Regions from separate parts of the Mus musculus genome. Here all the other regions are linked to region 1. Evidence: chromatin contacts called from public Hi-C data. All regions are on one chromosome and are shown on one strand. Each heading gives the region's core, a stretch centred on a gene start, on an enhancer-like site or on the middle of the called end of the contact. The rest is flanking DNA. Distances are from core to core; before and after follow the strand shown.

Region 1 (4,128 bases), core at 1,174-3,673:
CACTAGGTGGCTGGTGGTGCCATTGCTGAGGAAAAAACATATAGAGTAAGAAGTTTGCAGGCTGAGATAATGACCCTGTTTTAGACAACATTTAAGTATAAGATGCCTGGAAAGATGATGCAGAACCTGTGCCCAGTAAGCAAGGAATCTTGGATCTAAGCTACCTAATTTCTCTCGCCACTACTCTGCTGGAGCCTCTTGTTCTTTAAGATGCCACCTTTGTAATGGGAACCTGGGATTTTGTGTGTCTGTGTCTGTGTCTATGTCTGTGGGTCTGTGTGTGTCTATATTTTACCCAGAATTCAACAGTTAAGAGTACTCACCTAATATGTCTCCAGGAAACTGTGAACTACATTAACATTTTTGGTAAGGTCTCATTATGTAGTCCAGGCCTCTTTCTGCCTCAGCCTCTCAAGTCCTAGCATTACAGATGTGTATCGTATCCAGCTCGTAATAACTATTTATTAAACACATGCCTGAGCAGGCTTTGGTAGCACATACTTTTAGTTCCAGCATTTGGAAAGCTGAGGCCATAGGATTGTGACTTCAAGGCTAGCCTGAGCTACATAGTTTGAGGCTGTCTCAAAAATAAACATATGTCTGATCTTCTAGGTCAATAGTTCTCAACCTTCCTAATGTGTCAACCCTTTAGTACAGTTCCTCATGTTGTACTGACTCTCAATCACAAAATTATGTCGTTGCTACAGTTAATTTTACTCTAATTTTGCTACAGTTAAGAATTATAATCATTATTTCAGATAGTCTTAGGCAAACCCTGTGATAAGGTCGTTCAACCCGAAAGGGGTCAAGACTCACAGGTTGAGAATCATTGCTCTAGAGAAACACTTAATTAGAGATACATTTATATAGACAGTTACAAACCAACTCAGTGAAAACAAATGTATCAGAAAGATCAGACAGATGATAACTTACTATCCTAAAAGGTAATATGAGATTCATTTAATTGGTGGATTTAAATCAATCTACTGTAAAGAAGTTAAATTTTTCAAAAGGAACACAGCAAGATTTTGTTTTGTGTGTGCTGCATGCTCTGTAGCACAGGACGCTTTTTATAGGTATTATCTTTTTATCTCACACTAATCCTGTTGTGGCAGATAGTATTCACTTTCCCATCTTATCAGGAAGCAGAAACTTAGAGAGGTTAAATAATATTTTAAAAAAAGATCACTAATCTAATTAACAGTAAAGCCAGGATTCAAACTGAGGTTCCTCTACCTCTAAGATACAGATTCATGGTGTGGATCTTATTTTATGCAAAGACATGATTACGGGGTTAGAGAGAGAACTCAGTCAGTAAAATGTTTGCCACACAGTCATTAGGACCTAGACTTGGATCTCCAGCACCCTAGTAGAAAGCAGGCATTAGTGGTGTACCTTTATAATCCCAGCTTTGGGGGGCAGGGGCGGAGGGGGAAGATGTCTGGATCTTGCTGGCCAGTTCTTCTGGTTGAACTGATAAGCTCTGGATTCAGTGAGAGGTCCTGCCACAAAAGGTACGGTTGAGAGCATTTGGGAAGACACCCGGCTTTGACTTCTAGCTTCCATACATGTGTACACATATGAACACTCATACACATAAAATGCATGGTTATGGACTGCGCATGTTGGCATATACTTACAATGTAAGCACTGAAGCGGGAGGATCATAAGCTCATGGGCTATACAACAAGACATGGTCTCAAAGGAATGGGGAACGTGGTTAATGGTTTAATGGTATAAAACAACAACCTGGTCTTTTGTTGTTTTGTTGGGTTGTTTGTTTGTTTGTTTGTTTGTTTTTCAAACAGAGTTTTTTTGTGTAGCCCTGGCTGTCCTGGAGCTCACTCTGTAGGCTGGGAAGTCTTGAATTCACATAGATCCATTTGCTTTCACCTCCCTAGTGCTGGCATTAAAGACATGCACCACCACACTGGCCAACCTGGTCTTTTGTACATGGAAATCAGTGGCCCTTCACTGTTGCTTCATTTCCTTATTCTTGTTTAGCATTCTCTGTTAATGTCCAGATTTCCTGTCTTCATATGAGATTCTATTCTCTCCCTACCCATCTCCTCTTTCTCTCACAACATTGCTCTGTTTCACACGCTCATTAGACATGTTCAGTAAACAAGGGAGCTTTGGCTGAGAAGGGAAGCATTTGTGCTATTTCAAAAGCCTTTTCCTCAGACTCAGCCCTGACCTGGGCTTCTGTAGCCAGGATTTCTGAAATTGCTGGTGCTCAGTCCAGCAGCCTAGCAGCAGAAAAGCTTACACAAGAAGAGGAAGGGCCAAAGCACATGCTTATTCATAACAAGATGAGCCAAGAGTGTCAGAGGAATTTGCTGAGTGGCAATGGTGAAGCAAAGAGTGATTTGTTCTTCATATGAGAGTTTGGTTGTGCTTTTTCCAGCAAGTGAATGGAAGCCAGCTGAGCATGGGGCATTGCTGGCATGCAAGCAGTTGGTGCACAAGAGAAGGGATGCAACAGAATGGATGCACAGATGGGCTAATATGTTTGAATGAGGGCATTTCTGGACGCTTCAGACCCTTGTAGATTACTTAGGCAGGGAATAATAGTTCCTGCCCATTGTTATTTGTCTGAATGGTGACCTAAAGTTGGGGGCAGACTCTTGCTAAGGAACAGGGCTTTAATGTAGCATGCAGATATTTCTTCTTGGAATCGTTGCACTGAATTAATTTTTTTTCATGGTGGGAATGCACATCAAATAATCAAGACGCATTGTATTCAGGACCTAATTTCCCAAATGTCAGCATGCAATACATTTCAAAAGTAATTCACTTTGCAATGTGTTTTTCCCATTACACTCATAAGGCAGAAATTATTGCAAATAATAGCCTAGGAAGCTGGGATCATCATTATATCAGCTAAGGGGTCTGACTGGGCCATTGACAGTAAAGGTTATTTCTACTGAAAAGGGAAAGAGAAATCCACATTATTTCAAAAACAAACCTATTTGATGTCTTCTATCAACGTTCTCTCTAGCCTCCTATATTTTCTTGATTCCTCAAGACTGTCTTTCTGTAGTTGCCTAACCATGACTTATGATCTCACCTCTGAGTTTTCTGGGTGCTCCTTTCTGGTTAGGACAAACAAAATTAAAAAGTACCCATGCCCCTTCTCTTCTACCTACTCCCTTCTAGCCTTCAAACCCAGGATTCACCACTTTTTCAATGACCGTGAAGCCTTGTTGTGTGTGGCACACACCTGAAATCCCAGCACTTGGGAGGCTGACATGGCCATCCAGGGTTATATAATGAGACTGAATCTAAAAAACACATTGCCACTAAGATGACAGGGAGAGGTCCCCACATCCCAAGCGTGATTTTCTCAAAAGACTTATCAGTTACAGCTTTAGTCTGTACTATACCATATTTTCCTGCAGCTAAAATATTCCTTTGGATTCTTTCTCGGGTTGTTTTATGTGTGTATGTCTTAGGCTCCAATTAGATTTCCCATTCCCTGGAGATCTCGAGGCCCCTGCCTTTTATTTCTTTAGCATCCAGGAATAGTACAATGACTCATATTAGAATGGCATAAAAGCCACACCTGTGGATATACTTCAACCAGCCTTAGACTTTTGACAGTGATACAATGTTACCAAACAACCATCAGATGAACTTCAGAAGGCTAAAGATAAGATGTGAGCATCCGACCTGTCCCAGGTGGGTCTTCCTCCCAAGAATAACTTAAAGGTTTCTCTTGTCTGTTTTAGTTGTCTTTATGAAATCTCATAATAAAAATTAATTTAAAAATCACCTGTATTAGATGGATGCAAGTGGAGGGATGGGTATGTGCATGTGCATGCATGTGTGGGAGCTTACAGAGGCTCCTATCCCCCTGGAGCTAGACTTGCAGGTGGCTATGGATCACCAGCATGGGCACAAAGAATTTAATGCAGTAATCTGGAAGGCAGTAGTTCTTAACTACTAAGCCTTCTCTACAGCCCCCTGGGGTAAAAAATATATATCAACTAGTGGTTGGAAGGGTCTGTGCTAGAACACATGATGGACAACTGTTCATTACCAAAATATTCTTCATCAAATTTAACAATTCAATAGATATTTGTTAGGATATAGTACATAGGTCACTTATAATAGGTACAAAAAGGA
Region 2 (4,128 bases), core at 526-3,025, 200 kb after region 1:
TCCCAACACCATCACCGCCCATAGGCTGGAGCCCGTATAGGCAGCCATGCTCGACCCTCTTTATACAAGTTGCAGTTCCGTGGACCACTGTGAGCTGCATGGAACCATTCTATTAAAAGCACTGGATTCAGGGCCCTAAATCCCCACGCTGGGGAGCCAGAGGTAGATGGAACTCTAAGTTCAAGGCCAGCCTGGTCTACATGGCAAAGCCTTATTTCAAAAGCAAAAGAAGGAAATTTCACACTGGATGCAACTCAGTTGACAAAGTGCATGTCCAGTATGCATGAAACTATGGGCTTGATCCCCAGAACCACCCAAGCCAGAGCCGGCCACGTATTCCAGCACTCAGGAGACTGAGGCAGGGGGTCAGAAGTTCAAGGCCATCCTCGGGTTACATAGCAATTTCAAGGCTGGCCTAGGATGTGAGACTCTAAGAGAGAAAATGCTGAATTTATCAGCTTCCATTGGTTACAGGAATTGTAGGCCCATTTTGACTTTTTCCTGGGTTAAATTTCTTCCTCAGACCCTGAGTGTTCAATTAAAAACAAAACAAACAAACAAACAAACAAACAAAAAAAAACCAGGCTGGGTTTCTGCCAACCTGTCTTTGGAGGAATCTCATCCTCTCTGTGACCCAGGCCTGCCCTTCTGTAACCTCCCATGGTTTTAATGGTGACATAAATTCTTCATAGAAATATTAAAAAAAAAAAAAAAAAGGAAAAGGAAAAGGACCAGAAGCAGGAAATGATCCTTTGTTAACATTTCTGTGACTTCATTTTCATAATCCCATATCTTTTAAAGAACTTTTTTATTACACATTGAACTTCAAAGCATCTGGGTTGATGTGGGTCACAGATGGCCAGCAAACAGAAGCAACATCAGCCAGTGAGGCCACAAAACAAACATGCACAGACCCGACAGTGCAGTCTCGTGGGTGGAGATCAAGGCCCTACAGCATCGCATCGCAGGAAACTTCTGGCGAATCGCTCTGGACGAGGAATAAAGTGGTGTCAGAAGCAAGCTGGGAACCAGAGCGGAAGGGACCAGTTTCTCACACTTAACCAGCTCACATTTAACTTGGGAAGCCTTGAAATACATCTCACCCACTCCAAGCATGAAGCAGTGACTGGTTATAAACAGCCCGTGAAGAGGTTTCCACGGGGGCTGGAGAGACAGCTCAGCGGTTAAGAGTCGTGTTGCTCCTGAAGGAGACCCACATTAGCATTAGGGGGCTCACAACAGCCTAACTCCAGCGCTAGGAGTCCAACACCCTCTTCTGGCCTTCCTAGTCACTACACTCACACACACACACACACACACACACACACACACACACACACACACACACACAGAGAGAGAGAGAGAGAGAGAGAGAGAGAGAGAGAGTACATGTCAAAGAATCCCAAAACCTTCCTTGATGAGGAAACCCGTGTTGAAAGCAGACACACACACAGACCAGATCCCATTACAGATGGTTGTGAGCCACCATGTGGTTGCTGGGAATTGAACTCAGGACCTCTGGAAGAGCAGTCAGTGCTCTCAACCTCTGAGCCATCTCTCCAGCCCTCAATCTTTTAAAAAAAGAAACATCATCACGAAAACAGGAAGCTAGTAGAGTGTCAAATCCACTTGCTTCTGGATTTTGTGTCGGGATTCCCAGAACTGGAGTAGGTAGCCTTTGGCAAAGGGGATGGACTGAATCCAGAAGAGACGCCTCACTCCTTTGCTAGCGGGACTGGAGAAGTTCCCCATAGCAGGCTTCTTGCTTGTGTCATGATGAGACCCTGTGACACAGGCTCTCAAGGGTGGTGACTGTCACTTCCTCAATGCAGCATGCACTGTGCTGTCCTGGGGGGCTGAGGTGATAGATCACTTTCCTATCAGTGTGATAAAATACCTGGAAAAAAAAGACAGACAGGAAGGCAGACAGACAGATAGACAGCAACTGAAGGAAGGATTTATTTTTGGTGCATAGTTCGAGGGGACATATATTCAACAGAGCAGGAAGCACGTGGTGGTGAGCCCAGCTTGTCTGAGGCGGCAGGATCAGGAGAAAACCCACTCACATCTCAGCAGACTAGAAAGCGTAGAGAGGTGAATAGTGGCTTTTCTCTTTTAACGTTTTGTTGTTTGGTTTTTTGAAGCAAGAGCTTTCTGTGTATCCCCACTTGGCCTGGAACTCAATATGTAGACCAAGCAGGCTGGCTTATGACCTCACAGGTCTGTCTGCTCCCCCCTCTCTGTGTTCTGGGAGTAAAGGTGTGTGCCACCATGCCTGATTCCTTTTATTCTTTACTTAGTCCTAGACAACAGCCCATGGGATGGCTCTACTCCCATTCAGGGTGGGTCTTCCTCCCTCACAGACACACCCATGATGAGCCTCATTAACACCCTAGGTGTTTCTTAATCAAGCCAGCAATGGGAACCAACTCTCACAGATGAGACTCAATCAAAGAAAGTGACTGTATGTGATACTCTGATGCCTCCCTTTCTTTGAGGATCTTAAGATCAAGTTGAGAGACAAAATCCATATCTCTATAACGTTGGGGGTCCAGGAGTCACCTCACAACCCACATGAACACCAACCTCAGTCAGAGATGGATTGTTTGTGAAGTATAGGCCCAGGGCTGGTTGATCAGGGCCACGATCCAGGCTCAGGAGCTGAGTTAAGATCCTACAGGGCTTTAAGCCTAAAATCCACCAACATCTGGGCCAAGTTATTCCACTAATCAGGATTTAGGGATAGGGATTTCCTTGGGAACACGTCTTTGTTGTACACTTATGCTGCCCTCATTGGTTGGGGTATTCAACTGAGGTAGGGGACTTGCCTTGTCTAACATTCATGTCTTAACTTGCCAACCAGGATGTCAGTTTCCCACATACATGTCTCTGCCAAGTAGGATGTCAGTTCCCAGGGAGGTCTTAGGAACTTAAACTCTATTCAACCACTACTCAGAACAGAAGTCTTATTCCAGACAGTTTCTTATATTGGTGCGGGTGTCTCTCTTATGTTGGAGGTCCATCCCAGGGGTAACTTATAAAATCAAATACCATAAAAGCTCACACACAGGCGCAGGAAGTGCTGCTGGGTAGTTGGTTGGGGTCCAAGCTTATTGTGGGTAACTACACAAAGCAGTTCTGATTTCTATCGTGATTGGTTTCCAAGGGCACAGGACATAACAGAATATGTAAGCAGCTTGGGCATGAGAAAGTTTCCTAGTAGCAACAGAAACATAGGAGAAAGTTTCCTTATAATATTAGTAAAATTTGCAAGCTGGCCAGGTAACAGGCTGGCCTTAACAGTAAAAACAAAATAAGAATAAGAATAACTGGAGAACCCACAGGTCCAGGGAACACACAGAGACTGTGAAATCAATATCACATCTTCTGTAACTGGGCCTTGCTGGGCTTCCTGTGGTCCCGGCAACAGACAGTTTCTGTGCTGTTTGAAGATAAAACCAGGCTTTCTAAACTTGTCTCTCATTTAGACACAGGGTTACCCATGTCTGACTACAAACCATGCACTGGGCACTATCTATTCCAGGGACACTGGGGCCAAAGAAAGCTACAGTGAGGTGTGTGGTTACTCTTTATCAACTTGGGCATGGAACCGTGGGTCTCTGGTGCCCCGAAAGTGTCTGGGATGTAACAAATGCTCAGATGGGCTTCACAGGCCAAGGAATTTCTGAATCAGAATCTGTTTCTTTCTGGTAGCAAGTCTTGAGTGTCATTCTAGAGAAAGGACAGTACACATCTGTTGAGAGACTTCAAGGTATACTCATTTATCTTGTGAACCTACTGTGTGCCAAGTTCTAAATTATATCCTGGTAATACAGAAATAATGAAGACAAATGCTGGCTATAAGGGGCTCAGCGTCTACAGAGAGAGCACATGGGGCTGGAGAGATGGCACGGCCATTAAGATGGAGTACTACTCTTGCAGAGACCAAGTTTGGTTATCGGCATCCACTTTGAGTAGCTCACAGTCCCCTGTTACTCTTCTGGTTTCCAAGGGCACCTGCATTCATATGCACACACACACACACACACACACACACACACTTAAAAGTAAAGCACATTTTAAAATAAGTTAATTAATTGAGAACGCTCATGTGTGACCAAGAGACAA
Region 3 (4,128 bases), core at 558-3,057, 150 kb after region 1:
TGAGTATTCAGATGGGTGGCCACATTAAGTAGATTTTATAACACACAGCATTTCATCCTAAAATAGCCTTTTATTTTGTTTTCATAATGTTTCATTCATTAAAAAAATTAAAATATAATTGTTTGTCAATTAAGAATAAAACAAATTTAAATTTTAAAATAATAAACTAAAATGCAGAAATTATAAATCATATCTGGAAAGCACAATGTGTTAGGTGCTAGGAGTGCAGAGTAATGAATAAACCATGTCCCTCCCTCAAGTCCTACAGTGTGATTAAACGAAGACACCACAAAAAGCTCTAGCCCAACACAGTACCTGTCCAACCTAACATAAAGTCTAGGGGAGCTGGCTATGGTGGTGTCTTAGTCAAGGTCTCTATACCTGCACAAACACCATGACCAAGAAGCAAGTTGGGGAGGAAAGGGTTTATTCGGCTTACACTTCCATGCTGCTGTTCATCACCAAAGGAAGTCAGGCCTGGAACTTAAGCAGGTCAGAAAGCAGGAGCTGATGCAGAAGCCATGGAGGGATGTTCCTTACTAGCTTGCTTCCCCTGGCTTGCTCAGCCTGCTCTCTTATAGAACCCAAGACTGCCAGTCCAGAGATGGTTCCACCCACAAGGGGCCTTTCCCCCTTGATCATTAATTGAGAAAATGCCTTACAGCTGGATCTCATGGAGACATTTCCTCAACTGAAGTGCCTTTCTCTGTGGTAACTCCAGCTGTGTCAAGTTGACACAAAACTAGCCAGTACAGGTGGCATACACCTGTAAACCTGGTACCCAGTGGGTCAACCTAAGTTACATAGTGGGACCATAAATGATTGGCTAGATGGGTGGATGGATGGATGGATGGAAAGATGGATGGATGGATGGATGGATGGATGGATGGATGGATGGATGGATGGATGGAAAGATGGATGGATGGATGGATGGATGGATGGATGGATGGATGGATGGAACAAAAGCAAGGGAAAGCTTCACAGAAAATGATAATTTTAGATTTGAACTCAGATCCTGCCGTGGGAGTTGGAAGCAGAAGTGGTGAGCAACCTGGCTGTCAGGTTACAGGAAATGTACATGAGTCTTTTCTCAAGAGGTTCTTTCTCCATCTCGGTGTTAGGAAGATGGCCTCTTACCCGACACTGCCCCTGCAAGGGGTGCTGTTTGTATGACTTTAACTCCTGCCCTCAGGACCAGGAAAGAGAAGGACTCTACGCTGCTGCTCCCAGAGCACAGTTCCTGCATTTCGTTGGCTTGTGCAGCTGGATTCCATCTTCTTCTCCTCTTGCCATTCCTGCTGGTCTCCTGATTACTCTCCCTTATTCAGTGAGGCTCTGACAGGCAATTGGTTCTCTGCTGTCCCCTTCCTGATCTCCAGACACATTATCTAATGACTTCAGCATCCATTTAGATAACCAAGCCACACCCTGGCCTCACAGTTCTCAAGGCGTCTCAAGTGTCCTCTTCCTTTACACACACACACACACACACACACACACACACACACAGAGGCACATCCTGCATGTTATTGTCACCCCAAAGGATCTCATTCATTACCGCTAAAGAAAATGTCAGCGACTTTGCATGGGCTCAGGGCCAGCAATCTCCAGGTAGTTCTCAAGGCTGCTCAGCTCCTTTACCTAGAACCTTTCTCCCAGGCTTCCAATCCATCTCCTCTTCCTCCTCACTCCTTATTTTCACCCACTTCCAACTCTCCCTCTGTGCTTAGGATCCCCCCACTCGTGTCCAGCCCTTCCCTGCTGCTTGCGTCAGCCAACCCTGCAGAGGGCTTTCCCATCAGCATGTAGTCATGATCTAAAAAGAGACAGAACAGCCTTCCTTCCCCCGCTCCCCTCCACTAACTTCTCCTTCACACCCCAAGTTCCCCAAAGAATTATTTACACTGCCTGACTCCATTTCCCCACCTCCTCCTCTCTCCTCAGCCCACTCCAATCTGGTTTCCACACACATGTCGTTCTCCAGAAATGCTCTTTGTCAAGTGACTTCCACATCTCCCCACAGAGCAGCTTTGTGTGGTGCTGGCCACACTCACACACACACACACACACACACACACACACACACACACACACACACCAGTACCACCCCCTGGGGGACGGCGGCCTTAGAGCCACTCTTGCCCTGACTTCCTCCCCATCTCGGCAGGCACTTTATCTTTCTCTCCTCTTCTCATCTTCCTCCACACTGTTCCTGAATCCTGGGGTCCTCAGGGTGTGGCTCTAATCTTACTCTCTACCTGGGGTTGGGGGCAGGGTCGTTCTTAGCCTCTGAGCCACAAATCTCCTGAGCCTCACGGTGAACTCTTTAGACTCATTTCCTTAGAATTGTTTTCAGGCAAAAAATAAGACACGGGCTTTCAAAGGAAACCACTTTTATGGAAATAGTCATCAAAATATTTTTAGAAAATTGTGATTCTGTAATGTATGTGCTTCCTTATTAACACGTTAGTTAACAAGCGATGGGCGAAGAGGGTATTTTGAGACATCCGCAAAAAATGTACTGAGATGTGAAAATATCTGTGACTTTCACGGGTGACAGAAATCTCAGGTCCTGCTCATACTACAGTGGCTGGGCGCCTGCAGCTTAGCTTGCAGGTGGAGCTGGGTAGAGTGTGATTGTAAAGATGTCACTTGTCACCATCCAAGCTCATGCCTCACCAAGCTGCCTTCTCTCTGTGTGCTTTCTTAAAGTTATCTTTAACATTGTAACTGCCAGCGTTGAGGGGTTAACTACCAGAGACTCCCAAATCTACACTTCCAGCTCAAACCCCACTTTCGATTTCCAGATTTAAAACTCTACTGCCTCTCACTCCCTCTACCTGGGTATCTGAAAAAGACACCTCAAGCTGATCACAGCCTCCCCCTCTCCCCCGCTAAAGTCCCCAGCTTAAGCCCCCAGCTTGGCCCTTTATTCTTCCTTCAGTGTGTATATCATTAAAATCTGACAGTCTACTCCCCCCCCCACCCCCACCCCCGCATCTCCCTCCCCCCATGTTGAGTTCAGGGTCAGTCCTACACATCTTACTTCCCTGGTATAATTTTGTTGTTATTGGTAGTGGTTTGGTTTCTGTGGCCCAAGCTATCCTCGAACTCCTCATTCTCCTGCCTCAGCCTCCTGAGTGCTGCGATTACAGGCCTGAGCTGCTACACTGGGCCGATGTAACTTTGATCCATCTGCATAGCTGGTGTCACCACAGAGCTCCTTCAGTGGCCTCCCAACCAGCCCTCCTCTCTTACCTGCCTCCAAAACCCATTTTCCATATCGTAATATGGTAGAGTGTTGTTGACAAGCGAATCCCATCTGTATGCCTGCCTGCTGAAGCCACTTCTGTGGCTTTTAAAATAGGAGCCAAACTTTGTTTGAAACTAACATGTCCTGTGGAACCCGAGGGTGTCTGTCGCCCCGGCCCTGGTCCACACTGGCCTCACCTCAGCCTTTGAGGTTTCTCTGTCTTGCCACACAGTCCACCAGCCCCTCAGCCAAACTCTGACTGCTTCTCCCCTGACTACAGGAGAACCTTTCTCCCTTCTTCTCTCGTCTGCCACATGTCCCCTCTCCCATTTGTGACCCCTGAAATTTTATAATTTAATTAATAATGACTTTTAACATACGTGCACATGGAGGCCAGAGGACAACCTCGGGTGTCACCCCATCTTTTGAATCTGGTTTCTCTTTGGCCTGGAGCTCACCAGTTAGCCTAGCCTGGCTGGCCCGAACACCAAGGGACTCTCCTGTCTCCCCTCCCCCCTAGTTGGGATTACAAACACACCACATCCAGCAACTTTGCTTAGGTTCTGGGGACAGAACTCAGGTTCCTTAAATTTGCAAGGTAAACCCTCTTAAACCCCACCCCTAGGCCATTGGTTCTCAACCTTCCTAGGGCTGTGACCCTTTACTGCAGTTCCTCAAGTTCCATAAAGTTATTTCATTGCTACTTCATAACTGTAATCTTGCTACTGGTACGAATTGTAATGTAAATATGATATGCAACCCCTTTGGGGTTGTGACCCACAGGTTGAGAATGCTGCTCTCGGCCCTTTGATTGTGGTTTGATCACAACAATCTATTGCTACTCCTTAAGAAGGCTCACAACCATCTGTGAATCC

The links. Hi-C and Micro-C count contacts between places; a contact is called where the count stands out from the background.
Region 2: a Hi-C map of bone marrow-derived macrophages shows a contact between it and region 1, with 45 read pairs. The contact joins two enhancer-like sites. A contact is called at or near these places in 8 of 484 Hi-C or Micro-C datasets (the HPC-7 cell line, the N1E-115 cell line, bone marrow-derived macrophages and 4 more), 18 of 115 datasets of contacts at active chromatin or transcription factors (VIP interneurons, bone marrow-derived macrophages, craniofacial prominence and 14 more) and 3 of 9 other capture datasets (adipose tissue, bone marrow-derived macrophages and liver).
Region 3: a Hi-C map of bone marrow-derived macrophages shows a contact between it and region 1, with 40 read pairs. The contact joins two enhancer-like sites. A contact is called at or near these places in 1 of 15 datasets of contacts at CTCF or cohesin (the NIH/3T3 cell line), 4 of 484 Hi-C or Micro-C datasets (bone marrow-derived macrophages, cerebral cortex, nephron progenitors and 1 more) and 3 of 115 datasets of contacts at active chromatin or transcription factors (bone marrow-derived macrophages, embryonic stem cells and microglia).

What each region holds. Positions count from the first base shown.
Region 1 is chr11:105,565,591-105,569,718 of GRCm38.p6, reverse strand. Gm39422 (a long non-coding RNA gene) reads right to left here. Exons shown (of 4, transcript XR_880251.2): 2 at 1,396-1,502; 3 at 1-25. Among named protein-coding and RNA genes, the nearest start is that of Gm39422, 14 kb to the right of the region's middle. Within about 2 kb of position 2,423, at least 39 of the 459 cell types and tissues checked have an H3K27ac peak or open chromatin away from gene starts, as enhancers often do. A contact at or near this core is called in bone marrow-derived macrophages, where this site is marked.
Region 2 is chr11:105,366,693-105,370,820 of GRCm38.p6, reverse strand. All of the region lies in intron 10 of Marchf10 (membrane associated ring-CH-type finger 10), which reads left to right. It overlaps LOC115487808 (a long non-coding RNA gene), which reads right to left. Exons shown (of 2, transcript XR_003949780.1): 2 at 790-4,128. Among named protein-coding and RNA genes, the nearest start is that of Mrc2, 76 kb to the right of the region's middle. Within about 2 kb of position 1,775, at least 8 of the 459 cell types and tissues checked have an H3K27ac peak or open chromatin away from gene starts, as enhancers often do. A contact at or near this core is called in bone marrow-derived macrophages, where this site is marked.
Region 3 is chr11:105,418,615-105,422,742 of GRCm38.p6, reverse strand. All of the region lies in intron 4 of Marchf10 (membrane associated ring-CH-type finger 10), which reads left to right. Among named protein-coding and RNA genes, the nearest start is that of Gm39417, 29 kb to the left of the region's middle. Within about 2 kb of position 1,807, at least 35 of the 459 cell types and tissues checked have an H3K27ac peak or open chromatin away from gene starts, as enhancers often do. A contact at or near this core is called in bone marrow-derived macrophages, where this site is marked.